Regions from separate parts of the Mus musculus genome. Here regions 2, 3 and 4 are each linked to region 1. Evidence: chromatin contacts called from public Hi-C and HiCAR-type data. All regions are on one chromosome and are shown on one strand. Each heading gives the region's core, a stretch centred on a gene start, on an enhancer-like site or on the middle of the called end of the contact. The rest is flanking DNA. Distances are from core to core; before and after follow the strand shown. Region 1 overlaps Lpp (LIM domain containing preferred translocation partner in lipoma). Region 2 overlaps Lpp (LIM domain containing preferred translocation partner in lipoma). Region 3 overlaps Lpp (LIM domain containing preferred translocation partner in lipoma). Region 4 overlaps Gm31814 (a long non-coding RNA gene).

Evidence for each region. A called contact is a pair of places that touch in the nucleus more often than the background predicts. HiCAR-type assays count read pairs that join an accessible place to other places.
Region 2: a contact with region 1 is called in a Hi-C map of liver, with 2.4 times the contacts expected there. The contact joins two enhancer-like sites. A contact is called at or near these places in 1 of 484 Hi-C or Micro-C datasets (liver) and 2 of 115 datasets of contacts at active chromatin or transcription factors (CD8 T cells and memory CD8 T cells).
Region 3: a Hi-C map of liver shows a contact between it and region 1, with 1.6 times the contacts expected there. The contact joins two enhancer-like sites. A contact is called at or near these places in 1 of 39 promoter capture datasets (liver), 1 of 15 datasets of contacts at CTCF or cohesin (CD8 T cells), 3 of 484 Hi-C or Micro-C datasets (bone marrow-derived macrophages and liver), 1 of 115 datasets of contacts at active chromatin or transcription factors (CD8 T cells) and 1 of 9 other capture datasets (embryonic stem cells).
Region 4: a HiCAR-type map of fibro-adipogenic progenitors shows a contact between it and region 1, with 2.5 times the contacts expected there. The contact joins two enhancer-like sites. A contact is called at or near these places in 1 of 484 Hi-C or Micro-C datasets (liver) and 3 of 115 datasets of contacts at active chromatin or transcription factors (CD8 T cells, fibro-adipogenic progenitors and pancreatic cancer cells).

The regions. Positions count from the first base shown.
Region 1 is chr16:24,515,228-24,521,870 of GRCm38.p6, reverse strand. The region is part of intron 3 of Lpp (LIM domain containing preferred translocation partner in lipoma); the gene reads right to left. Among named protein-coding and RNA genes, the nearest start is that of Gm24440, 110 kb to the right of the region's middle. Within about 2 kb of position 4,055, at least 40 of the 459 cell types and tissues checked have an H3K27ac peak or open chromatin away from gene starts, as enhancers often do. A contact at or near this core is called in fibro-adipogenic progenitors and liver, where this site is marked.
Region 2 is chr16:24,959,081-24,965,723 of GRCm38.p6, reverse strand. All of the region lies in intron 10 of Lpp (LIM domain containing preferred translocation partner in lipoma), which reads right to left. Among named protein-coding and RNA genes, the nearest start is that of Gm52245, 21 kb to the right of the region's middle. Within about 2 kb of position 4,048, at least 40 of the 459 cell types and tissues checked have an H3K27ac peak or open chromatin away from gene starts, as enhancers often do. A contact at or near this core is called in liver, where this site is marked.
Region 3 is chr16:24,870,267-24,876,909 of GRCm38.p6, reverse strand. The region is part of intron 9 of Lpp (LIM domain containing preferred translocation partner in lipoma); the gene reads right to left. Among named protein-coding and RNA genes, the nearest start is that of Gm22672, 11 kb to the left of the region's middle. Within about 2 kb of position 2,554, at least 17 of the 459 cell types and tissues checked have an H3K27ac peak or open chromatin away from gene starts, as enhancers often do. A contact at or near this core is called in liver, where this site is marked.
Region 4 is chr16:24,244,601-24,251,243 of GRCm38.p6, reverse strand. All of the region lies in intron 1 of Gm31814 (a long non-coding RNA gene), which reads left to right. Among named protein-coding and RNA genes, the nearest start is that of Gm31814, 15 kb to the left of the region's middle. Within about 2 kb of position 3,718, at least 21 of the 459 cell types and tissues checked have an H3K27ac peak or open chromatin away from gene starts, as enhancers often do. A contact at or near this core is called in fibro-adipogenic progenitors, where this site is marked.

The DNA.
Region 1 (6,643 bases), core at 2,806-5,305:
TCTTTCCACTCCATCTCCTGTTCATGCTCATGCCCCATCTGCCTTCTTATAAAGCCCAGGGCCACCTGCCCCACCATTACCATTATGTTGCTCCCTCACTCACATGCCCACAGGTCAACTTGATACTCGCTTCAGACACTTTTCAGGTGATTCTAGGCAGTGTCAAACTGACAGCTCATGCTAAGCCACTACACCACCATCAGGGACCAGAAGGCAAGTGCTGTCCACAAGCAGAAGCCAATCCATGCCATGTTTTCTTTTAATAAATTGTATTGGAACATATGACTACATAACTGCTTATGTACTGTCTATTGGAAACTCAAGCATTTTAAGCGCTGTCTCAGAGTAGAGTTGGGAGCTCAATACAGGCAATATGGACCACCAAGGTGAAAGTCATCCCTTGCAGACAGTTTGCTGACTGACCTCTCTTCTGGTATGTCCTTGCCAGATAACACAGTGGAGGGTACACAGTAGGCAGTTAAATGTTTAAAGAATAAAATAAGAACTAAATGCAGAAATGAAATCACATAAGATGTGTTCTATAGCAGAGAATCTTTGTCATTTCCTTCTTCGTTCTTAATTATGCCAAAATGAATTCCTACCCAGAATAGAGTGTTGTTAGCAAAGTCACAGTTTAGCATGATTAAAAAGAAAGGAAAAAAAAAAGGCGCAGCTTCAAACCTATGGGAAAGTTAAGAACTAAATGAATGTGCTGGGATTTCAGAAGCCATTCCTATTTCAGGCTCATTTGTGGGTATAACAGCTGCCCTGGCAGAAGATATTACAATAGCTATTTTTTGGCTTTCTAGAGCACATTGAATTTTGAGGAAATTTTCTTCTTTTCTATGACTGTTCACCTTCCTGGAATGTACCTTGTGGAAAACACCAGTATGTCTTTGGGGTCAGGTAGCATAAGGAATTAGATTTGGGTCAAGTTAAAGAGGAAATAAAGAAAATGCTACCATGCTGGGTGATGTTTATACATTTGAACTTCTGTCCACATGCTACAAGCTGTCTTTATCATGTTTGTATAAAAACCCTCTTGCCTCCCAAAAAAGGGGTTGAAACCTGTGTTATCTGAAGGGTCCTTTACAAGGTTGAATTGTTCTAAGGTTTGAAGCAGAGAGCTGACAGACATGCACAGCTCAGGATTTTGAAGCATTCTGTATTGTTGACTGCAGAAAATAGCTCCCTGAGAGTCAAGCTAGTCTCTGGTCCACACAGGAGACATGTAAACTTGGACAAATCAGACAGCTGCTCAGAGTTTCCTCTTTCTCATCCAAAACTGTGATTCCAACTGCAGTACAAGGCTGATGAGGAGACTAAATAGTACGTGATGAGCTTTCTCGGCTACAGGAGGGACATAGCCTCCGTCATCCTCTCCTTCAGGTTTGCCCAGCTTTCATCTATCACCATGAATCTAACCTCCTGAAATACCACAATATGTAGTTTATAAGTCCATGCATTTGGAGACATGGCCTTTGGACATCTCTTCAAATTTCCCAACGTGACCTAAACAATTTTTGTTTATTCCTTGTCTCCATGATAGCTTGCTAGCTAAAAATGTCATTTAGAATGATATTATGCAAAAATCCATTCTTTTAAGAACATCCTATGAACCTTATAGAATGTGTGATCCAGTCAGTTCTGAACATCTCTTCAGATCTTGACCCAAAAGAAAATGGCCCATTTACTGTCATTTTTCACTCTCTGGTTCTCACGACCTCATGCCTGGGATTCTCTAAGTGAAATGCAAAGGTTTATAACCCTTTCAACATCACCCCTTGCCTTGGAAATTGATGGTTGATATCAGCCTGCATAGACATGAATAGGTGAATCAACAGAAACAAATAACAAACAAGGCTGGAAACAAATGAGTGATGTAGGCTGGAAACAAATGAGTAAGATGGTTCGGTGGTGGGAGAACAGACAAATGTGTGGACAAGCAAGCAAGGACCAAAAGACTGTACCTCAGGCAAATGAAAAAGACAAGCTGCTACACAGACAGGCAGGGAGACAAGAGATGGAGTCATTGCATCTTAGGATGCAATAGTAGATGTTCTCTCTCATCTAAACAAAAACTGTTTTCAAAGGCCTCTCTTCGTCACAAGCCATCCACTGAAAGGGACAGTAACTACAATTGTATATATTTGCCCAGCTGCAAAAATCACAAGCTTTGGGCAAAGCAATGGACATCCACTTCCAAACAAGAGAAAAGGAAAGGTTTTCCAAAGGTCTAAGGGAGCTTATCTAATGTGGCACCTGCATAAGGTGACTAAATAAAATATGTCACTCTTTCTCTAACTAATGTTATCTTGATTAAAACAGCATAGGCTACCATGGTTTATCATGAATTTTCTCTACAATATCAGTTCTACATGTATGAACTCTATCCTTCACCAAGTTCTTTAACAAAAATACTGCTATGCTCCAGCCTACTGCATGAGGTGATGTAAAATACTTCAAATTCCCCTCCAGTAAGAATATGGTCCTGTGTCCCTACCTGGGCTTAAGGGACTTCCAGGGAGCTGTTACTTATAATGGAAGTGACATCCTGATGCATCACAATGCATGCAATACATAATGCAACATCGCAGCAATTAAAATACATTTTGAAGAACATCAAATGACATAGAAGATTAAAATAGCAATATCATGTACAGGAAACAGAACAAAAGCAAATGAACATAACGTGTAGCTTTTTCTTTTGGGTGGACTGGCGTCCAGGTGTACTCCTGTGTCAATTTTCTGAAAGAAGCCTAGGCAACATAATTGCCAAGATGGGTTGATCTCACTTTGCCAAAAATCAAAGTTGTTTAAAACAGCAAAGAGGAAGGAATGCTTGCAGAGAACACCCGAGGACTGAGTCACGTGACCCACTCACAGAGAAGCTGCTGCTGACTGCCACCTGTAATGGAGCAGTGTACAACAGCTCAGCGGGACAGAGAGGGCCCTGACTCTGTTTCCTGCTTCCCTCTGGAGTACGAAGTCCATTCACTTTGCTCAGACATGGAGGAATTTTTTTTTGCTTGTTTGTTTGTTTGTTTGTTTTTTCTAAAAGGACACCAAAACGTTGATTCCCTTCTCTCCTTAAAGTTCTAACAACTCTGCTTCAAAACAGAAACCTGCACACTATCAATCACCCTCCTGGGCCCCTTACACCCCATCCCTACAGAAGCTGTTCAGGAGGTCTGACTGTTGCTCTTGTCAAGAACTCACAAGGCCTATTATTGTCATAAGAGTCCTATGAGCCCCAATGAGGATGTCCAGCATAGGCACAGATTCTATGATCTAGAAAGGATGTCAGTTACAGAGATTCCAAAGCCCTTAAAGACCAAGGTACCACCAAGGGAGAGCCAGTCAGCTCCTCAGCACAGAGGACTTCAGACGCCTGCAGTCTGGCTGCTCTCTCTGTGTGAGCCACTGAGCCTGACTGTGCTGCGATCCTGCCCCTTTACCTGACAGATTTTTTTCATTAGAGTTTACTGAGGCTGTGCTCCCCACTAAGAAAGAGAAATTCTACAGTTTTCAAATAAGAAAAATGGCATTGCAAATTACAATGAGACCTCTACATGGTGTGCACAAAGAGACCAGAGAGGGTCCTGTGCCAGGGCAGGGACAATGGCTTCCAAAGCACCTAAACTCACTATCTGTCAGGTCTGCACTTTTTGATAAAGAATTAATTGATTCTGACAAAAATCTAAGGTGTCCCTGAGATGTAAGGCCTACTTTATTGTACAGAGACATGCAGTTTGCTGAGGGCTTGAGGTCAGAAGAAACAGTGGGTTCATAAAGGAAACACTGACGCCTATGGAAAGAGCCTCAGGACCACTCTTAAGGCCAAGTGTCCTTATGTCCTCAGTCTCCTGCCATGGTGTGTGTCTCACACACACACACACACACACATACACACACACTCACACGAACGTGTGTGCCACTGGGCAGAGGGGTGAGAGAGCAGCAGGTCTGGTCGGGATGCAGAGCCTCCTTGCTTCCCCTGTTCCTGCTCTAGCTTCCTCTCCAGCTGGGACCACACCCTCCCCATGACCTTTGCGGCCTTCTCCTCCTTCTCACGCCCTCAGAGTGTCTTTCTCATTCAGACACATTAAGCACTATGTAACTCAGTGTGAATTCAAAATCAGGACATTTTCAGAATTACCTAAGAAGAATTTCGAAATGCTAATATTGTAGTCTACACCCAAACGATGTAGAAACAGAGAATGGATCAACCACTGGCTAACATTTTGAGAATCGAATAGGCACTCCTGGGTTTTCTATAAGCAATTTATGATTCGCCATGTAAACCATCATTTTACTCAGTTTCTAATGGGAGAAGCCCCTCTGCTTCCCTCAAGCTTCCAAACATGGACTCTCTTAAATACTCTCACCCACTGTACCAAGGAAAGAGTGCCTCCTCTCCTTGGATTTCTTACCCCATGACAGACTCTAAGAAGATACTTGGGAGGGAGACCCAGATTTGATACTGAAGACTTACGTCCCACCTTTGGCACAGAGGAGTGTTTATTTCTGCTTGGGGGTTAATCCTTGCACCACAGACCTTGACATCGTTACATAACATTTGTTTGCTCAAGTCTCAGCAATCTAAGTGTGTCCTTCGTTTGAGGTTGCATCAATAGATTTGCCAGCCTAAATTACAGAGCAAATGACATCAGTCTCTGCTCAGATAAACCACCCCAGTTTCCTCACTTCTAAACTGGCCCTGTCCTCCTGTTCCAGACTGCTGTTGTTTTTTTGTTTTTCTCCTAAAGAACTGTATTGACATTGGAGAGTGAGGAGGGCAAGAAGCCAAGCAATATCAGAGCATCTCCTACCCTCTGCCTTTCCCTTTCTATTGGGATCCCTCTGTTCTCCACAGGAAGGGAAGGGGCATGAGTTACTTGATTGTGTAGAAGGGCAAATGCAAGGCAGTCCCTTACTCCAAACCTTGAGACTCATCTGACTACTTGGAGTGCATACTCCCTTATCTTCCAGGCTGCAGGATGGACAGATGTAGCCCCTTAATGTGGAGGGAATGCCTGGGAGAACGTCAAATGGTTGCCATGTTGGCAAGCCCACTGAGCTGAAAGACTTAAAGACCTCTCTACAGTGCCTCTCTGCCTGGCATCTGCATCAGCTTTAACTGGTTTACAGTAAGTACAAAAGAACAGAGAAAGAACAGCAAATGGAACTTGAATGAGGATTGGTGGCCAACTGTTGGTGAGATGCAGGACTCTCAGTATGTCTCCTGCTCTAACACACACTGAATGATCACTGCCTCATACCTCCATGCTTCCACTGTTGCTCTTGCTCCTGGATAGCCTGGCATGGCCTTCCCACATCCTTTCCTGTCCCCATCCCAACCCCTCACCTTCTCACGTGCAGCCAGTTTCTGGAATTTGTTCTTTAAATGCTCCCTGCAAATCACCTCTTCCAAGTTTCTGTCCTCTGTCACTCTGAGGTCACACAGACATTCTAAATCTAATGTAAGTCCAATGTCGACAGGACTGAGACCTCCTGAATTATCAATGACTAAGTCCATTCATTTCCAAATCATCCTTTCCAGCCCTCTTCCATTCAGCCAAGTTAACAAACATTTACTGAGATCTTATGTGCCAGGTCTCTTATATTTTGTGCTGGCTAATTTCATGCCAACCTGACACACAAATGAAGTATCTGAAAGAGGGAAATTTCAATGGAGAAGATGCCTCCATAAGGTCCAGCTGTAAGACTCTTCTTAATCAGTGACTGATCCGGAGGACCCAGCCCGATGTGGATGGTGCCATCCCTGGACTGGCAGTCCTGGGTTCTACGAGCTAGGCAAGCAGGGTAAGCAATCTAGTATGTGGCACCCATCTATGGCCTCTTCATTAGCTCCTGCCTCCAGGTCCCTACCCTGTTTGATTTCCTGTCCTGACTTCCTTCAGTGATGAAGGAAGGAAGGAAGGAAGGAAGGAAGGAAGGAAGTGTAAATCAAATAAATCCTTCCCTTTCCCAACTTGCTTTGTGGTCATGATCTTTGACGGCAGCAGCAGGAACCCTAAGACACATTGACCATCATCTTTCCCACGAAGAAGATATAATCCTCAGTCTCAAGCCCACACAGGGCTGTACCCACAAAGGTACACCATTCCAAGATCATCATACTGTCTGGGGTGTAGCCATGAGAACTCATCTACTGAAGCAGAGCAGCAGATGCAGATGGAAGTGAGCCACTAGGACGCTAATTCAGACCATGTGCTTTTAGGTTTGGAGGAGGAAAAGAATTGCCACTGAAGGAGTGGGAGCAGTCACAAGAAGAAGGCAAAAAGAAAGTCCTAACGGGCACTGCTCCACGGAAAGCCTAACTGGTCGATGTGAACAAGACTCCCATCCCCAAACTTGCTTTGAAAACAGAGGTCTGGATAACTGTGGTTTTGTCACTAGATGAATAACAAGCCCTGAGGGTTGCTAGAATTTCAAGACCCAGACCAGATCCACTCAAATATAGCTGGAAGCTTTCTAGTAACTCTAACGGTGCATGGGCAATGAGCTGCACAGAGAAGTGAGTCACTTACTGGAATCTGTGCTGCCTACATTACTCAGCTGATATTAATACACCCACTTGTTCATTAAAGTTTAATTGGAGTTCATGTGAATTGGTTTC
Region 2 (6,643 bases), core at 2,799-5,298, 440 kb before region 1:
GAGAGGATTACGAGGGGGCAGAGGAGGGTCTCCAGAGTCCATGGGTTATCATCTGGGAACGCAGATGCTCCATTTCCTTCAGTGTTCTGCAGATGCCATCGTTATCTACATGAACGGTGAGGTGAACCGTGAGAAGCACACTTCAAGTGTGAGGGTTAAAACAGACTGGTAGTTCCAATCCACAGAAAGAGCTTGGTCTATGATTCAGCAAATTTCTCCTCAAGTGCCAGTGTAATTATTTAAATTCAAATAGTTCTACTGCCTAACTCACTTATGGAATGTTAATTTCTTCTTGGTTCTGACGATCAAGAAGGCTTCCCAGAGGATGGCAATGCTGTAGCGTCTCCAAAAGCAAAGACTTCATGCAGCCCTGGGAGCTCCCAGGAGCTCCCAGTTAAAACCCCAGCAGCCCTGCTTCCCAGCTGAGCACACATTTCCTACCACAAACTGTCCTGCACTGCGGGCTGCCCTCCTCCTGTATCCTGACCACAATGTATATTTTATATTTGTATCTGTGTTTCAAGCAGACGAGAAATAATGACAGCAAATTCAGTGTTATCTCTAAACTGTGATTTTCTAATCAGAATAAAAAATCTTCTTTATTGATAAAAATTATGACCCCCCCCCAATTTTGCTAGATGATATCAAAACCCTCTAAACTATTTTCTGGTGATGTCATGAGTTTCTTTTTTTACACATACACACAAACATACACACACAGACACACATTCACACAGATACAGATACACACAGAAACACATTGAGACACACTCATACACATGCTTACATAGAAAGACAAGCAGAAACACACACACACACACACACACACACACACACACACACACACACACACACATGATACCTATAAAACACATAGCTGGGGATTCTGTAAAAAAAATTCAACTTTCATTTTTTTATATGAAATCTTTCTGAGGATAACTCTTTGGATTGTTGCTTATAACTCTTCAAACTTCTTAAAATTCTCTTTAAACAAACACTTCATATGCCTCCTCTAATGAGCTCCCTCTGCCTGAGCTGAACACCCTGGAAGTGCAGCGAGAAATGAAAGTCTGAGATACCCTCCCTTCATTCCCAAGTTTCCAGAGCAGTAGGAAGAAAGCACATCTACAAACAACTGCTTAAAAGCACAGGGTATGGACTTTCACAAAGACATGAACAACCTGAAATGGCAGAGAAAAGAGGAACTAATTGAAAATGGGGGAGAACAGGCTGCTCTCTGTGGTTTATGATGACACCTCTCTTCTTGGTGGGGTTTGATTTGCCACTGAAAAGAAAACTGGCTTGAATCCTCTTTGGAACTGATGTTATGTTCTAATAAGAGTCTTCATCATTATCTAAGCCCCCTTGAGAGATGTCTTAGACAAGCCTACCTTCAAACAAAACTCACTCTCCAGGTAGAATATTGTAACAAAAAAAAAAAAAAACAAAAACTTTGAAGTGGTGTGGGAGAATTCAGTATTTTCAGGCAAGAACATGCATATGAACAACTGAACATTTCAGAGAAATGTAGAATTATTAATATAGGAACATGAAGTTTTGTTTATATTTGAATTATATAAATTAGCTTTAAAATACAAAAGAGTAGAGCTGGGAGATGTCTCACTTGGCAAAGTGCTTATCAAGGAAGCACAGAGACCTGCCTTCATTCACTAGGACTTAGGTTTTTGTTTTTTTTTTAAAGCTAGGTGTGAGGGACTGGAAAGATGGTTTGTCCATTAACAGCACTGCCTGCTCTTCCAGAAGACCCAGGTTCAAATCCAGAACACACATGGCAGCTCACACCCTTATGCAACCCCAGTTCTGATAATTCAACATCCTCTTTGGAGAAACTGCTCCCATGTGGTACACAAACATACATATTGCCCCAAACCCATACACAAAAAAATGAAAAATGCAAATTCCCAAAGCCAGGTGTAGTGGCACATGTTCTAACCTAGTGCTGAGAGGTAGATCCATGTGGCTCACTGGCCATCAAGTCCAGCTTACTGGTCAAATTCCAGGTCAACAAGAGACCGTATCCAAACAAACAAACCAACCTTTTGATTAAAAACGAACATTAGTATAGCTACTCCTTAAGGCTCAGAGAAGTGGTTTGTCATTTTAAAGCCTGTAACCATGTTGAATGGTAGGTCTTCCAAAATCCTTTTCTTGGATGTGTCAGAATCCCTGAGAAATGGAGGGAGGTAAAGCTACCTTCATGCCAGGGGCAAATTAAAAGATCACAGAACTCCAGTGAGACTATCGTGAGAGGGGAAGAAAGAATAGAATTCCTTTCCTTCCGAGCCAAGTCCAATCAGAGAGCTGTCTTTACAACATCTTCAAGGCATAGTCTTGTTAGGGCTTATTCACGTGAGAACCGCAGCAAGCCTGACATACAGTCAAAGAACTGCTGCTGACTTCAGGAGGCTGGGTTTCAAAGTCTAAGAATTAAGTGACATTTGGTGTCCTCACCTGCTAAGATTGGAAGTGTCTCCATATATTTTTAATAGTTAATTGAGATCCCATATGTGGGAGGAAGGATTTAGTTCTGGTATGTAATGCTAGCTTTAATGTTGATCTTATATAACTTTTCTTCATTAAAAAAAGTAATCTCCAGGCCTTTATCTCCACCAAAGAAAATCTAGCACCAGACATGGGCATTAACTGTGCATGCACAAGACCTCAGATATCTCCAGAGCAGTCAGCAGGGGAGGCAGAATGGAGAATTTCTATGCTACACATCTTAAGGTGATCAGGATTTGAATCTATGACTTCTACACCAAAGGCAAACAAGATTTTCTCTAGTTCACACTTACTGCTAATCAGTAAGTTTCTTCTAGCTCCCTGTAGTGGCCATCCCACAAAATGCCTTGGCTCATCATTAGCATCCTGCCGTCCCAGAACACCTCACAAATATATAATTTGGGGCTTCTTGTCCCTTTTCACATTATTTAGCAGGATGCTGTCACTAGGAAGATGTTTTTTCCCAGTATTACTCTCATTGATGAAGATGTCACATCCAGGACCCTAATGACATCCTTTCGTCTGTGTTCCCTAGCCCCAATCCAATCACTGGGTGCCTTCCGAAGTGCCAAACTTGTGGTGGCAAATGGTTCAAGAAGACCAGATGAACACAAGTGAAAAGCCACTGTTCATTGCTTCTGTGCTGCACCTCTGCCTTTGAGAGCAGAAAATGAATACACAGTGATGGAAAAGGAGGGTCTGGCCTGGACCTCAGACACTGATTCTCATGTCATGCTGTCTAAGGCCCACCTCTCATCATTCTTGCCAGTGGCAGCCTGTATCATTATTTGTTTCTAGGCATTGAAGACTAATACGTTATCAGCCTCTATAACAGCATGCAATCATAACAGGCCTGCAAAAAGTATTTGTTGTATGGAGAAGAAAATGAACTGCATTAAATAAAGTAACATCTTAGGTGTGTTTTAGTCTTAGGATTAATTGTTTTCATCTCAGCAAGAGGGTATCTCTCAAAAAAATGTTAAAACCTCCCCTAAGAGCATAAATGATCTGAAATTATTCATACACACAGTCAGTAGGGCAACACCCTTTTGCTTAACGCCATCTGATTATCAATGGTAATTGACCCATCTAGGGGAACATTCTAAAATGTGAGTTTAAGCAAAGCTCTTTCCAGCTATGTGTATACACAGTAATGACCACCTGTGTGCACATTGCAGATCAGAATTAAACCACCCTGAATCATCCATTAGAATCATGATATGCGAGCAGAGACTAGAAATGTTCTTAGTACCATTCTGCTCACGTGCCTGTTTTCTGAAACCCAGGACTGCGTGGTGCTTATTTTCTTCCTGATGTGTAGATTGCAATTATTTCCTACACTACAGCCATGAGAGGTCTGAGCCAACCACCAGGGTCATGGAAGATTTCTCCTTGTTCATATGCATGTGACAGAGAAGCTTCTTTGAACCAAACTTGATCTCTTTCAAAAGAGTTAGAGTTAAGCCTCTAACTCTTGGGAGTGGCAGTGGGAACAGCCAGAGGGCGGTGAGCTACCTCTGATCCTCTAGAGATCATTTGAGCACATTTGGCAATCACTTGGCTTCTGTTGAAAACAAGTCCTTCTAATTACACTTCTGCCAATGGAAGACAAAAAGGCAGCACTTGGGCTTAGAAAGGTCACGGTGACATGCCAGTGTCAGGGCTGTGATTGTGGTTTCCTATTGAGTACAGGCCCGCTGATGGGAGAGCCACACACCCGGCTGAGGAACCCATTCACGGGAATGGAATCTCAACAGGCTGCAGAGCGATTTGCTGTTCTCCTAAACGGTATCTCGCCTGTAATAATTTTTGACACTAGAAATAAAATACTAACACGTTTTGGTTCTTCTTTCTGTACTCTGCACTACATTTAGATGAGCTAGGTAGGAAAGGCTCAGTGAATGCAGGGTTTCTTCCATGCTACAGGGTTTTCCAACTGCCTCAAAGACAAAGGAGGCAGAACATACAGATGTTTGCTCCTTGCTGCACAGAGTTGTGGACTAACTCCTTTGGTGTCTCTGGAATGCAAATTTTCTTTCACAGTTTAGCAGTCTTTTTTGGATTTCAGCACAGTGAACTAACACTTTCCTGGATTCCAAGACCTCCAGAGAACCAGATGGATGAGAGGAACTGGGAAAAAGAACCCACACTGTTTGAAAAAGGTATGAATTTCTCACTCTGCATTTAGCCAAAAAGCTCTGAAAACTAGAAGAGCGAAATCACTTTTGGTTTGTTCAAATGCATGCCATCCCAGTTGTTGGTGGGGTGTAAGAAAAGAAAAGTCCAAAGTGATTTGGTGGTTTGGAGTCTGTGTTCAGTTTTAGCTGGGAAGCAGATTTTAACAGAGACGGTGTGTTTACTATCAAAGGAAAGAAAGTATAGAGGAGATTGCTCAAGAGATCATTCTGAGTGTCTGTGCTCTGACACGAGGGAAGGCTTTCGAAGGCCAGCTCTAAGTGGACAGTTTGGTCCTTCTGGATCCCTATGGGACCTTCCCTTTGCAGACAGGTATCCCATTCTCCAGTCTTCGCTCAGAAACCAACCCAAACTTCTCTGTGTTCTTGCTCTTCATTAATTGGGACCTCTGCTCTGAGATTTTCCTTTCCAAAGGTCAAGGGCGTACAGCTGTTACCTCTGTTACTGTTTTCTCCATTCTTCTGCCCTTTCACACAGCGGTCCTGTATTCTTTAAGGCAGTGACCTGCATAGAGTGTTACCTCTTTACATGAAATCTACAAAGAGGGATACAGCAAAATGTACTCCATCATCCTTTGTGACACGTGCTGAAGAGCTGGGCTACTGAGACAGACCTAGTCAATGGAGTCTTGTGGCTCTGGATGACTCTCTGCAGCACACACAAAATGCTTTTCTCTTGAATTGCCACAGGATGGTTCTACATCAGTGTTATTACATTGAAGAGTCCACCTTTAGTTGGGGCACATCAATGAGAAGCCCTACTTGTTCCAAGGTAGCTGATCAGTAGTCCAGGCCTCTGAGAGGCCTCAGTTCAGAACACTCAGCACTGTCTATGACCTAGAGCTTCCTGGCTGAGAGACTACCAGACCCCTGACCAACTGGATATAGGAGGGAAAAAGATTGCTTTGTGACCAAAAATTTTTTTTTTTATCAAGCAGTTATGGTGGCTGTCATATTAAGACAGCATAGCTTCCATATATGTAAAAGCTGTTCAAAGTTAGACATTTAAACTTATTTTATGTTGGTGGCACTAGATATGTTTCACAAAACACAGTAGAAATTGTTTGGTAAATACCCAAATGAATGGCTGAATGTAATAATGAATGAAAAATACACATGGAAGTCTCATGATCAATGGACTGTAAATTCCAAAAGAGAGTTTTATTCAAAATGACAGGGTATGCTGAGTGAAAATACTGACAAACCAGAAGGTAAGAATACATATCAGACTTTCCTTCTCCATAGAGTGGGTGATGGGGTTTTCAAGTCTTGCAAGTCATTATTTATTCCAGGAAACAACATGAGCATCCGGGTGCAGGATCATGCATGGTGATTCATTCTCTTCCAGAGCACCTACTGCTATTCTTTGTTTGTTTGTTTGTTTTGTTTTGTTTTGTTTTCGAGACAGGGTTTCTCTGTTTAGTCCTGGCTGTTCTGAAACTCACACTGTAGACCAGACTGGCCTCAAACTGAGAAATCCACCTGCCTCTGCTTCCCAAGTGCTGTGATTAAAGGAGTGTGCCACCACTGCCCGGCAACCTACTGCTATTCTTAACATCTTTGAATGCGAAGACAACAACTTTCATTAATAGGAAAATGGATAAATAAATTAGTGGGAAAAAAAGAGAAGAGAACTTTCTTGAATTTTTTTTCAATTAACAAAAGCAATATATTTCTTTAGCTGCATAACCAAGAATTTATAGCAGTTAAAAGTTTCACAGAGGACTAGGGCAGTGTATTAGAGTAAGTGAGATCTTGGTCTTTATCTGTGCCAGTCGGTTTGGTGAGTACATTTCCTGCATAGCACCCCTAGTTGGTGAGGGCTTATCTAGCCTGAAATTATCATTTCTAGGGACAGTAGACTCTTTTGGAAGGTATCCATTCTACTGGCCCACTTAATTGTTAGAAGATTATATTTAATCTTC
Region 3 (6,643 bases), core at 1,305-3,804, 360 kb before region 1:
TACAGTCCTGTGGCTGGTCTCTCAGGGGTGTGGCTGGTCTCTCAGGGGTGTGGCTGGTCTCTCAGGGGGAAGGGGATGCCTTGGTATGGGCCGGCTAAGGCACCCCCTTCACCCACACCCCACCACACCCCCTTAGAACATATATTAACACCGCTTTATCTTTTTATGATCACAACAACAAATACAAGCAGAGCCAACACTTGCTCATTTGTTACTCAGTGCTAAAATCCATGCTGTCTATTATGCCTGGCTATAAAGTATGGTACCAGCAGTTGGCAGCATGGTTGGGGAAGAGGGGATGATTCCAAAAGTGTTTCAAAATACACAGAATAAAGGAACAGACTAAATGGGCAAAGAGGAAAGAGTGGAGGACAGCTTTCACATTCCCATTGTGGACATAGTTTGTGGGGGACTGTAGAGGTTAATTTAATAAGGGCCCTCACATGTACATTTGTTTATGTGCCTTTACATGAGAGTACATGGTTTTAAATGTGGTGTGTGTGTGTGTGTGTGTGTGTGTGTGTGTGTGTGTGTGTGTGTGTATGTAGAGGTAGAGGTAAGTAGGTAGGTAGGTAGCTACACTTTTGAATATTCATGACCTGTGTAGCTTTGTTGTGCATGGTAGTAGTTCAGTAGTTGTAAGTAAAACATAAAAACTCACCATGAAGAACAATATTGGAGAGAAGAAGCAAGTTTTACATCATCCAGTCCCCAGCAGTATGCAAATACTACCCCAATCGTTAGCAAATGTTAAGGAGAGAAGAGTCACATGCACACACATACTAAACCAAAGACTGGCCTGACCAGATTCAAATAGAAACCTGGTTATCAAAGCTTCTTACATACCCACATGAGGCTACTGCAAGATGGGGATCTGGTTACTTGCCTAATAGATGCACTTATATCTTGTGACTAGATCTCTGTCAGTCTCTTTCAGAAGGAAAGATTTACAGGCACTGAGAGATGTTCAGTAGAGTGGTCAGAACTGCTACAGGTAGGATGCTGCCCCAAGGAAAGCTGTAGGCAAGAGTCTCTTCAAGCTTTGGAATTTTCATGACAAAGCCCTCCTACTGTGCGCTTTAGTGGCTGGTTCTCAGGGAGGCAGGGGTGAGTTGTACTGTGCCTTTTACCTACCAAAATTTAACAGTAACACAAGGACTAGGGGGTGGGCTAATGCTCTTCTGTTTAGTGTATCTGAATAGTTTCCCCTTTTCAGACCTAATCAAATCAAAGCTGACACAGAAAAAAGAAGAACAGGGACTCCATTTCCATTCAAAAGCTTCTTTAGCCGTATGCCTTTTACAGGACATAACCAACTGATGCTCCCTGCCAGAGTCACTAGAAGCACTACATTTCACCCCAAATCTGTCCATGATGATCAAAAGAGTGAAATGAGAGACAGAGACAGAGAGAAGGAGGAGGAGGAAGAGGAGAAGAAGAAGAAGAAGAAGAAGAAGAAGAAGAAGAAGAAGAAGAAGAAGAAGAAGAAGAAGAAGAAGAGAAGAAGAAGAAGAAGAAGAAGAAGAAGAAGAAGAAGAAGAAGAAGAAGAAGAAGAAGAAGAGGAGGAGGAGGAAGAGGAAGAGGAAGAGGAAGAAGAAGAAGAAGAAGAAGAAGAAGAAGAAGAAGAAACGAAGGGAGGGAGGGAGGGAGGGAAGGAAGGAAGGAAGGAAGGAAGGAAGGGAGGGAGGGAAAGAATGGGTCAGATTCTTAAAATCTAAGTAGACCGCACTGGGAAAGTTTCATCAGGATATTTTACTTAGGTAAATAAGGTTCAATCAGGCACGTGCACACAAACTTTAAATATTAAGGGGGAAAAGCATAAACAGCCTTTAAGTTCTTATTGTTTCTAAAGAAGCCCAAAAAAGGTGTGCAGAAATGAGGAAACTCTGCAGTATGTATGGTTCACTAACCCTCACTTAAGCATGCTTCAGTCTAACGGGAAAAAAAATATAGAAATGTACTTCATGGTGTTTATTTCCATATACTAAAATTTAAAATTTTATTTCTGTGTCTGCATGTGTGCCTTCTTGCATGTGTGTGTACTGTGTACATGCAGGTGTCCCGGAAGCCAAAAGAGGGTATTGGATCCCCTGGAACTGGAATTAGGAGGCTGTGAATACTAGTGTGGGTATTAGGAACCATGTCTTGGTTCAAAGAGGAACAAGTCTTCTTAGTTGCTAAGCCATACTATACTTTTGGATATTCTGTAAATGTAATAACCAAGGCCATTTTACGTAAATGTTTTGATTATTTTTAATAAATGTAAAAGCTATAGTTAACACCATGACCAAGCCAGAACTATCACCCATGTCTTTCTCTTGGCATTCCTCCCTACCCTCAGCAAGTCAGTCTTTCACATTTTACCAGCTTATTTCCCTATGTGTCCATTTTACTGTGTGACGATGATGCAATTTGTCCTTTCACCTACAGATGGAGTCTTGGGCCACTGCCAATTTTGACTACTACAAATAAAGTTGACATCAACCTCTATGTTCAAGTCTGTGTGAAAACAGGGGTTTTGTTTGCTTTAGGCGAACATGTTGGAGAAAAGCTTGGTTATGTTTACTGTGTGTTTAATTTTTAAAGACACTGCTAAGATCTTTTAAAAGTATCCATTGTACGATCCTGTTCTCAGCAGTTCAGGAGAATCTCAGCCATTTCACATCCCAGTTCGCGCCTGGGACGTGGCAGAGCCTCGAATCTCTTCAATTTGAATTTGTTCCTAACTCAAGTAAGGGGACACTTTAGGAAGTCTCTTCTTGGGGACCACAGATACCAAGCATATTTTTAGTTGATGATTTTTCCCAGAAAAGCATCTGTTTAAACCTTTTGCCTCCTTTTGTTTTTTGTTTTGATTGAGTTAGAAACCTGCTCTCTGTATACTGGACACATATCATTTTGGATGCATGGCTTGGTGTTTCACATTTCAATGGTTTCTTCTGAGAACAAGTTTTAGATTTTTCTGCTTTTCGTTTTTTGAGGACAGGGTCTTGTTTCAAGCCCTGGCTGGTATGGATGTAAATTTTAGTTCTCTTGTCAAGAGTTTCCATGTCCTGGACTTACACGCTTTTAGAATGTTGATGAAATTGAATTTATCTTTCAATAGATTTATTTGGGTATATCCTACATTAAATCTTTGACTGCCCTAATTTCATAAGAACTTTCTTGGGAGTGTTTTTTTTCATAAAAACTTTATAATTTTGGCTTTTATTTCTAGCTTTTGATCCAAAATATACATAAGACTTCTATAGTTTAAAATTAAAAAAAAGTCACCGAGCAAAATGAAAGAACACTTACATCAAGGAACAGATACATCATGTTCATGGTTTGGAAGTCCTTTTAAGGAGTCAATGCTTCTCATTTGAATTATGAGTAATCCTGCGGGCTTTATCAATATGAATTGACAAGCCACTTCTAGAATGCAAAAGGATGCAGAACAGTCCAACCAATTTTGACAATAACAGAGGTGGATATTTTGCTCTCATCCTCTATCTACACAAAAAAAGAAAGTGGGACAGGGAGATGCTGTGTTGCTCAGGGTGGAACTGACCTTGTAACATTGTTGCCATAGCCTCTACAGTGGCTGAGACACGTACCACTATATTCAACTTGCTGAAGGATGTAAACGGTTTGAAAGCAAGGTTTACTGTAAGGCACCATAACTGAGGCACAGGGTAGACTGTAGACTGGCACAGACGTGTAAAAGTTTCAAACTTGGCAGGTTGTGGTGACAAATGTCTTTAGTTCCAGTAATTGGGAGGCAAAGCCAGTTGGATCTCCATGAGCTTGAGGCCAACCTGATCTTCACAGTGAATTCTAGACCAGCAAGGGCTACACAGTGAAACCCTGTTTCAAACAGATGAAAAATAACAAAATGAAAAACACCTTTGGGGCTGGAGAGATGTCTCAGTGATTAATAGCATTTGTTGCTCTTCCAAGAGGACCTATGTTCATTCCTAGGACACACATGGCAGCTAACAACTGATTGTAACTTTGGTTACAGGGGATCTGATGTCCTCTTCTGGTCTCTGTAGCCACTAGGCGCACACACAAGGTGCGCAAACTTTTATAGTATTTGCGTGTGTTTACATGTCTCATAATTAATTATTTAATACTTCTTTCCAGAAAGGCATCTGTGTATCTCTTATAAGACTAGTGTTTTTGTCTCATATCTGTTTATTTCCTAAATATAATTGTGTATGGCCATGAAAGCAGACTAAGCGGAGGATCAGCAAACAGATTTTATATTTTATCAGTAGACCAGAGTTAGTGTTTAGTTTTATATTAAACAAACACAAAACAACCCACACTTGTTTTTTGTATTTATTGGCTTAAGTTTTTTCATATATTTTGATTATATTCCTCCCCTCCTTTGCTCTTCTAAGATCCTCCCCATCTCCCCCTGTCCTACACACAAACAAAACTAAGCCAAACCAAAACAGCACATACACACAAAGAAAAACAGAGCTGATTTTGTGTTGGCTATCTACTGCTGAGCATGGGTTCTGTCTTGAATAGTGGCTGATAGATCCAGTGACACTCTATTGGAGTGATTTTTACTCTCCCAGCTGATATCAATTTCCAGTAGTTTCTTGGTTAGGGATGGGACTCTGCGGCCACTTTCTGGTCTCTGTGCTTGATTTTGCATGGCTTCTGCAAGTCTTGTGTGTGCTGTCTTTCTGTGAGTTCATGTATACCAGGCCTAGTCTCGGAGACCCTGCTTCCTAAGAGTCATCCATTACCTCTGGCTTTTAAAATCTTTCTGCCTCCTCTTCTGTATACATTCTTGAATTTGGGGAGGGGGGAGTGTTGATAAGCACATTCCGTTTAGGACTGAGTGATCCAAAATTCTCTCACTTTGTACACACTGTTGAGTTTGTATGTTAATTACCATTTATTGTAAGAAGATGGTGCACATGAATTATTTACTCTAGCTAACCCTGTATAAGAGACATATGACCCTGGTAATTTATTTACAAGCTGTAGGCCTGGACTGGGCAGGTTCTGAGCTATTCTCAGCTGCATCCAAATCATATGCCTTCTTACTTGCTGCTTGAGTCTTGCCCAGGCTCTTTCTGTTACAGTCTTTTGTCCTCAGAGTATACTTTTCTATTCACATGCTCCTGGTCCATCTTGTCTACTTCTCTCAGTCTTCTTTCTCTTGTTTTCCAACTAGTGGTCTCTCTAGAGACCTCCCCACTTGATTCTAAGACCTGCCTTCCTATCTTTTCTGCTTAGCCATAAGCCCCAGACATTTACTGACCAATTAGGAATTAAACTGGGGAGTAAGGTTCATAGGCAGGTGTAAGTGAGAATTACTCATTTGGACAGCAACTAGATTTTGGGGTTCAGAATTTAACATTTGTATGCACAGCACCAGACCAACCCCTAACAAGAAGGTTTTCTAATCAAGACTGAGTGACATACTGATTCCTTACCATAACAATGTGTAATCAGAAGTCATTTTACTGTTATATTCCTTTAGCAAAATATAGTTGTAGGGTTCCCCCGCCCAGCCCTGGCCCATAAAATGTTTAGTTTCATGTTCTTGGCCACTTTAGTAGGGTCAGGTATGTGTTCCATTTCATGGAGTAGGCTGCAAATCCAATCAGAAAGTGACTGGTTACTCCTATAACACTTGTGCCACTATTGCAGACTATATCTTCCAGGCAGGTCACTGTTGTAGGTTACGGGGTTTGGAGTTGGGTGATGTTGCTGATTACTGCTCTTCTGGTTGCATGTAAATTACCTTCCAGCGCCATGCATACTAGGGAGGGAGGTCATGCTTCAGCTGAGACTTGGATCTCCATGTTTCGTGATGTAAGTATGTCATGTGTTCAGTGACACCATGCTATTTTTCTTGTGGTAGAACAATGCCAGTCAGTTCGTAACTTATATTTTCTAAAAGTGAGAAGCATTTTGTTATGATGAGGTCATTTTTCATTGTTCATCCCAGAAAGCTACAAAGCCCACATGAGTACAGTATGCAAGTCTGTCTGATGCCAACTACAGAACCAAAGATTTGAAGTGGTCCCTATCATGCAAGCTCAGTCTTATGTTTCATCCTTATCATTAATTATGCCTGAAATGCTTTAAGTTATGTGGTTGTAAATTATAAACACTCTTTATGAAATGCTGTTCTTCATTAATAAACATAGTGAAAGAAATATTCACATTGGGTTAATGTGGAAGAATAGACATACAACTAAATGTATGTTTTTGTTATTGTTACAACTGATATAGTGTTTTATTTGGATCATTTTTTAAATGAAAAACATAACTGCAACAGAGCATAAGACATAGTACTCCTTATAGCCCTAACCTGTATGGAGAACACTGTTGAAGGCCACATTTACTCACTGTGGTTACTATGAACAAATTGAAAAGCCCATCAGGCAATATAGTCCTTGGTGCAAAAGTAGCAGTGAGTGTGTGTACTAGGCATGATGATCTGATGATGTCTGTTAGTGTATATGTGAGCCCTCACACCAATAGCCTGGTTTCTCCTACCTAACACAGGAAATAGAGTATAAATGGAGATATATGGTGGCATTGGAGCCACATGGCTAATAATACGATTGCTGATTTCTGAAGATTTGAAAAGCAAAGGACATTAAAATTCATTTTATGCCCATAAACTGG
Region 4 (6,643 bases), core at 2,469-4,968, 270 kb after region 1:
GAAATTAGGGGTATGAACTCTTCATCTGCATCTATACCTTCATTTAAAATTAAAATTATTGTACTAAGTGCACAAATGATTTCATTATGACTGACATTTCCACATACACAATGTGTGGTGGTTTGAATAAGAATGGTCCCCATAGGCTCATATATTTGAATGCTTGGTCCTAGGGAGTAGCATTATTTGAAAAGATTAGGAGGTGTGGCCTTTTTGGAGGTGGGCTTTGAGGTTTCAAAAACCTATTTTAAGCCCAAGTTTCTCTCTTCCTTCTGCCTGTGGATCTGGATGTAGAACTCTCAGCTACTTCTTCAGTACCATGCCTGCCTGCATGCCACTGTGCTATTTGCCATGATGATAATGTACTAACTCTCTAAAAACTGAAACCCAGTCCCAATTAAATGCTTTCTTTTAATAAGAGTTGCTGTGGCCCTGGTGTCTTTTCATAGCAACAGAACATTGACTAAGACACAATATGATTTCCTCATATTCACCTCTTAACTTTTCACATGGACCATGGTAGACATTTGTTCCTCCCCTTCCTTGTTACCACTCCTCCCAATTCCTAGTAGGCCTTATAGTTTCATGTTTCTCTCTTTTCTTCCCTGCCCATCTTCTCCATATGAAAGAAGACTTGTAATATTTGTCTTTGTCGTACTTATTTCATTTACAATGATGCTTTTCATTAGTACTTTGTACTAATGGTATATGTTAGCAGAAGGATTATCAAGGGGACTTTCTGAGGCTCAAGTCTAGTTATGAGTTAGTCTTGGGTTTTCTGAATATTCACCGCTGAGATATGGCCTTAGTTAGCAAGACCATATGCTGGGTGGTTTGAACAACAAAATTCACTCTCTTATAGTCTGCAGGTCAGAAGTCTAAGTTCAAGATGTCAACAGACTTGGACCCTCTGAGGGACAATGTGTCCCAGGCTCCCTTATGAGTTTATGGTGTTTTGATAAAAACTATGGCCTTCCTTGGGTTGAAGAAGAAACATCCCGATATCTGTTTGCTTCATCTACATATTCTCTCTCTGTGTGTGCCTCTTGGCATCCAGATCTTTCCTTTTTATAAGGACACTGAGCATATCAGAAAAGAGCCCACTTTGATGACTTCATTCTAACTCAATTACCCCAGAAAAGACACGATTTCCAAAAAAGGTCATAGTCTGAGGTCTAAGGAGAATTAGAACTTCAACACATATTTTGAGGGAACACAATTCAACCCATTTCAAGGGAAACAGAAATTCTGCTTTATTTATTTTTGACCAAGCAGTATTGTTCTGGGCACAGACTTCTGACCAGCAGCTTGGGCTGGCACAGTACCCACATGTGCCCATACCCATTTGCTGGCCAGTAATACTCTTCTCTAAGGGACATGTGGATCAGTGTTTCCTCAATGAGATTAGGCAGTATACAGGCTAAGATTGAAGGAAGGAAAACCCACATGTTTACCCCAAACTTCAAGGGGTGGGTGACTAGCTTACTTTTTGTAGTGAGTTAGAGGAGAGAGAATAAATAGTGTGTCATCTGTGAGTCAAGTAAAGTTTCTCAGCATTGCTTGTAGAGCTATGTTCTTTCTGGTGACATGGGAGTACTCATGGGACAGAAAAACAGGCAAGGGACATGACTTTAGATGATCTATTTCTATTTGGGCCTTGGAAGGAGATGGGATGGAAGCCTTCTGGAATACATTGACTATATATATACACATACATATATATAGGCCTATGACTGCAAAGGTCTGCATGGCTTTCTGGGACTTTGTAGGGAGGGGAGAGGATCAGAAGTTGTGGCTTATGAGCTGGTGGTTGTAACTTGGACCCTGTTTAAACTTATCTCCATTTCCATCTAAGCATCCACCATCTATTCCCATCATCTATCTTTATCTCATACTCGCGCACATAGATGTCTTCTGCTTTTGTGTCTTGGAGGGAGATGGTTTTAATAGTGTGTTCCTTACTCCTTTTTTCCCCCCCTGGAAAAAAAAATGAAATCATCCATTTATTCTGTACCAATTATAAACACTAGAAAGCACAGGGGCAACAGAAAGCTTGGTCACAAATAAATACACACCGAAGGAGAAGGGAGGAGGAAACCATTATTGATTGGCCTTGTAAAATCTGCTGCTGAATCGATAGCAATTTCTGGAAATGCCAGACATTTATTTTGTGTGGCTTGGACAGCGGAGATAATAATAAACGTACTCATGAAGTGGGTCTCCTGACACTATTTCCTTGAGCCCCTTATAATAACGCTCTTGTGTAAGGAGTATGAGAGTCCGGTGAGGCAGGAGTGAATGTACTTGAACGGGAACCCCAGCTGAGCTGATCTCTATTAACGTCTCCTCTCTGCTGGATGTGGCACTCAAGTAGGCCTTCTCCATTAAAGAAAAGCAGACAGTTCATCCACATGAAGAGGTGGGAAAAATGTGTTCTCAGCCATGGACAGCTTTGGGTTCTTCTCTTGCTCAGGGAAGATGCACCATGACACAGCCAGACCCTGGTTGGCTTTTCTGAGCTTCAGGACTTGGTCTCTTACCTACACCCCACAGTTTCAATCAGAGACAGGCCAGCCTTTCCTTCTAGTAGCAGTAAATGTCCTGGAGTGGACACTTCCTCACCCCCAAGCTTCATCTTCAGCTGCTTCCCTTTCCTTGCTACAAGGCATTTGGAAATCTTGCCAGGGCCACTGAGCCTAAAAAAAAAAAAACCTCAGATGAGCTTGGGGGATCGAGGAATTGTTCAATGTGTCTCGACAGACTAAAAATAGCTACTGTCTCCTGAGCACCTACCTCACTTCAACCTTTGGGTTGTTATTTTTAAGCCCTTTTAGAGGACACTGAAGCTCATCAAGGCTAGGAAGGCCACACAAGATCATAAACCAGTTAGGAAGGTGAGGCAACTTTGACTTTAGATCTGTTTCCTATTAGTTCTCTCCCTCTCGCTTCTGCATGATTGACCATAATAAGGATAAGAAGGGTCAACCTTATGACAGGTAGAGACCATTGACTGTCTAGCATCTGGACATTATCGCTGTGAGACAAAGGGTCTCTCTGGGCTTGCATCCTTCCTAGCTGGAGACTCAGAACTTTGCTACTCTGGAATGAGGCCACATCCCTTGGTGGTGTTAGTGGACCACAACATCGAGGTATCCTTCCTCTATGCACTGGGAGATTTTAGTGCAGTTCTGTCCCAGGCAGGACTCCCTTCTGCTCAGCAGTAATGAGGAGCTTCTCTTATTGTTATCAGAGCCTAAGCACACAACCTGGATTTCTAATGAAGATCTGAAGCAACACAGATCATTCTTTTCCCTGATTTGCACCATCAACAGAAAGTCAGACAAAAACACCCCAAATTTGGCAAAAGACAGGTTTACAGACCAGAGTAAACTGCACCAGAATAAACTTTAAATTAGTCCATACCAAGACGTATCATACTCAAATTTCTGGACAGTCATTTGAAAGAGCCAGAGAGAAGCCCTCCTTGACTGTAGGAGAAAAGCAACCCCATGGCAGATTTCCCACCAGAAACCACACAGGCTAAAGAGAAGCAGCCTGATTGATGATCAAGTTCTGGAGGAAAAAACAAATGAATCTAAGCTCCCATGTCCAGCAGCAGTCACATCCCTTAGTGGTGAAGGGAGATTAAGACCTTCTCAGATGCAGGAGAAATGGCTGAGCATGAGGGTACATGCCGTGATGCCAGCACTTAGGAGACAGCAGCAGGAGGAAAACTCAGAGGCTGTGTGGCCAGCGAACTGCTCCTGAAAGAACGCCCAACAGACATTCTTTAAACAGAAGGGAATGAAAAATGACGAGGCTTGCAAATTGAGAAGGAAAAATACAGTAATCCAAAGTATGAGCAAGCACAAATGACCTGCCAAGCCTTCCAACTTGTGACTGAGGATTGAAATACAACACAGGGCGCTTTAACTCTATCCCAAACTCTAGAGAGAAGAGATGCAGTGACAAGGAAGGCAAACTTTCTATACTTAAGGCATATATTATATAATATGATATATATGTATATGTGATGTAAAACCTAGAGTGGTTATTTAAAATATTTTATAAGGTGATATATTCAAGAATAGTATAGATACAATAAAAGAAATCCCATTAAATGCTCATGGAACACTTTTGAAAGTCAGGAAAAGACAGGATAATAAAAACAAAACAAATAGAAAAAAAAGGAATGTAAGACAACTTCTATTGTATCTATAATTTTGCTGTATGCTAATGATATAATGGTATGTATGATATCAACTAAAAGGTTAAATGAAGTAAAATATAAGAGTCTATTGGTCATATGTAGTAGTACGCACCTGTAGTCCCCACAATAGGAAGGCAGAGGAAGTTGCATCTCTGTGAGTTCAAGGTCAGTCAGGCTACAATGTCTAAAGAAAAAAATGAATGAAGTAAGAATAGGTATCTACATATTTATGTTAAAAGATATGATTCTAAGTAAAATGTCTATAGGAATTCACCACAAATATAATGATGTGAAAGCAAAAAACAAAAGATGGAATATGTAAACACTGTTCAAAGAAAGCACACATCAAATAACATAGACTTTTGTTTTGTGAGACAGGGTCTCACATGACTCAGACAGTCTTCGCCGAGGATGACCCTTTTGCCTCCCCCTCCCAAGTTTCGGAATGTTAAGCTTGCTTCACATGCTGCTAAGGACCGAACCCAAGGTACTATGCATGTTTAGCAGCCACTCTGAGATATACCTTCAGTCTAAAGAGAAGGAAGGTCTTTTAGCAAAAAATTTTGCTAAAGACAGTGAGAAATAATGACAAAGAGAGTCATTTTAATAAAGAGATATAGCAATTCTAAATGTGATTATATCACATAATGTTACAAAATATGTGAAACTAGAACCTATGTGAAAAATAGACAAATCTATAATTGTAGCTATATATAATATATGTGCATGCAATATAATTGTATAATTAGATATTTCTTTTAAAATTGTTCTTAGGCTAACTTACTTTATTTGATAAGACAATCTCCAGATGCATCCATTTTGATGCAAATAACATTTCATTTAAAAAATTTTTATTGACACTTCCAAGCATGCATATGTGTTCTGATTATATGCCCCATTCAAATATACCTAATTATCTTCATTACATTTTCTTCCTTCCTTCCCCAACCCCACTTTTCCCTTTTCATGTATTCTTTTTTATTTAAACCTGTTAAGTCTACTTGGTGTTGCCTGTCTGAGCGTGGGTATGAGATAATCTACTATAGCATGGGCAACCTCTCAGCAGCTGCAGCTCTAAAGAGACTCTTTACTGCAGCAGTTGCCAATCGTTCCAAAGTAGGAGTAGGATCCCCCATCCGTGCTGGCATTTTGGCTGGCTTCATCTTGTACGGAGGTCTTATGCATGTAATTACAGCTTTTATGAGCTTATTGTATAATGGTGTTGTCTTGCCCAGCACATTTTTCTTCAGTCTTTCACTACTTCTGGATCTTGTAATCTTCCCACCTACTCTTCCATAGTGATAACTGAACCTTGTTGAGAGGAGATACGATGAATCCCATTAAAAGTGGAGTCTCATATTCTCTGCACGTTGACCAATTGGGGGTCTCTGCATTTAATCACCATTATTGTACCCACTTAGCATAGTGATAGCAGTAGTTCTTCCAGAGCTGATGACCTAGTCACTCATGGGTTCTTGACCCAGATAATGGTACCAGACACAAGTCCTACCTTGTGGAGAAGGCCTTAAATTCAATCAGAGAATGGTTGGTTACTCCCACAACATTTGTGTCACTGCTGCATGAGTAGGCCTGTGTCGCCAGGCCAGTCATTATTGTAGCTCTCAGGCTTCACAGCTGAGTAAGAAAATTGATCATTTTTTCTACCTAGTAGTATATAGAGAACCTTCTAGGACCCTGGAAGATAGTCAGCAGAAATTAAGCATCTGGTAGATACCAGTTCGATGTCTCCATATCCTATGAGTTGACTATGTAGTGTCTTCATCAAGTTCTAGCGGGTAATCAAGTGCAATGTCAATAATCCATAATGTTTGAGGATGCTTATAGGATCCCATTAACTCACAGCTCAAGAAGAGGTCATCCATACTGCACACTGAACTTTTTATTTGACAGCCTATAGTGTCTGAGGGAGGCACTGCTCTCCTGTTACAGGGTGGTTCTGTTTAAACTCCTTTTTATAAATGTATATGCATATATTTTAGGAAGCTTCTAAAACATTAGTTTTCCACGTGGCATTTCTACGGGTCTTCAGTATTAGTTATCCCTCTTTCTATTGTTACGCTCTTCTCCCATTCCCACCCAAACTCAACTTCTCCTCCACCTGTTTCCCTCTTCGTATCCCCTGCTCTCTTCCCCCTCCATTAAAAGCTCTACCCTTACTATATTTTGTCTTGTATGGGTTTTCCAATGCGAATTGACTTAACAATTAGCATCTATCTATAAGAAGGAACATATGTTTACCTCCTGGGTCTGAGTAATCTCGCTCAGAATAATTAGCTTCAGCTCCATCTATTTCCCTTTAAATTACAATCATGACCAGCCTGGAAAGAAATGTCCATGAAGGAACAGTGGCATGTATGTTATAGAAGCAACTAACTGCTTTCTTATTTGGTTAAGGCTACTCCTGAGACAAAA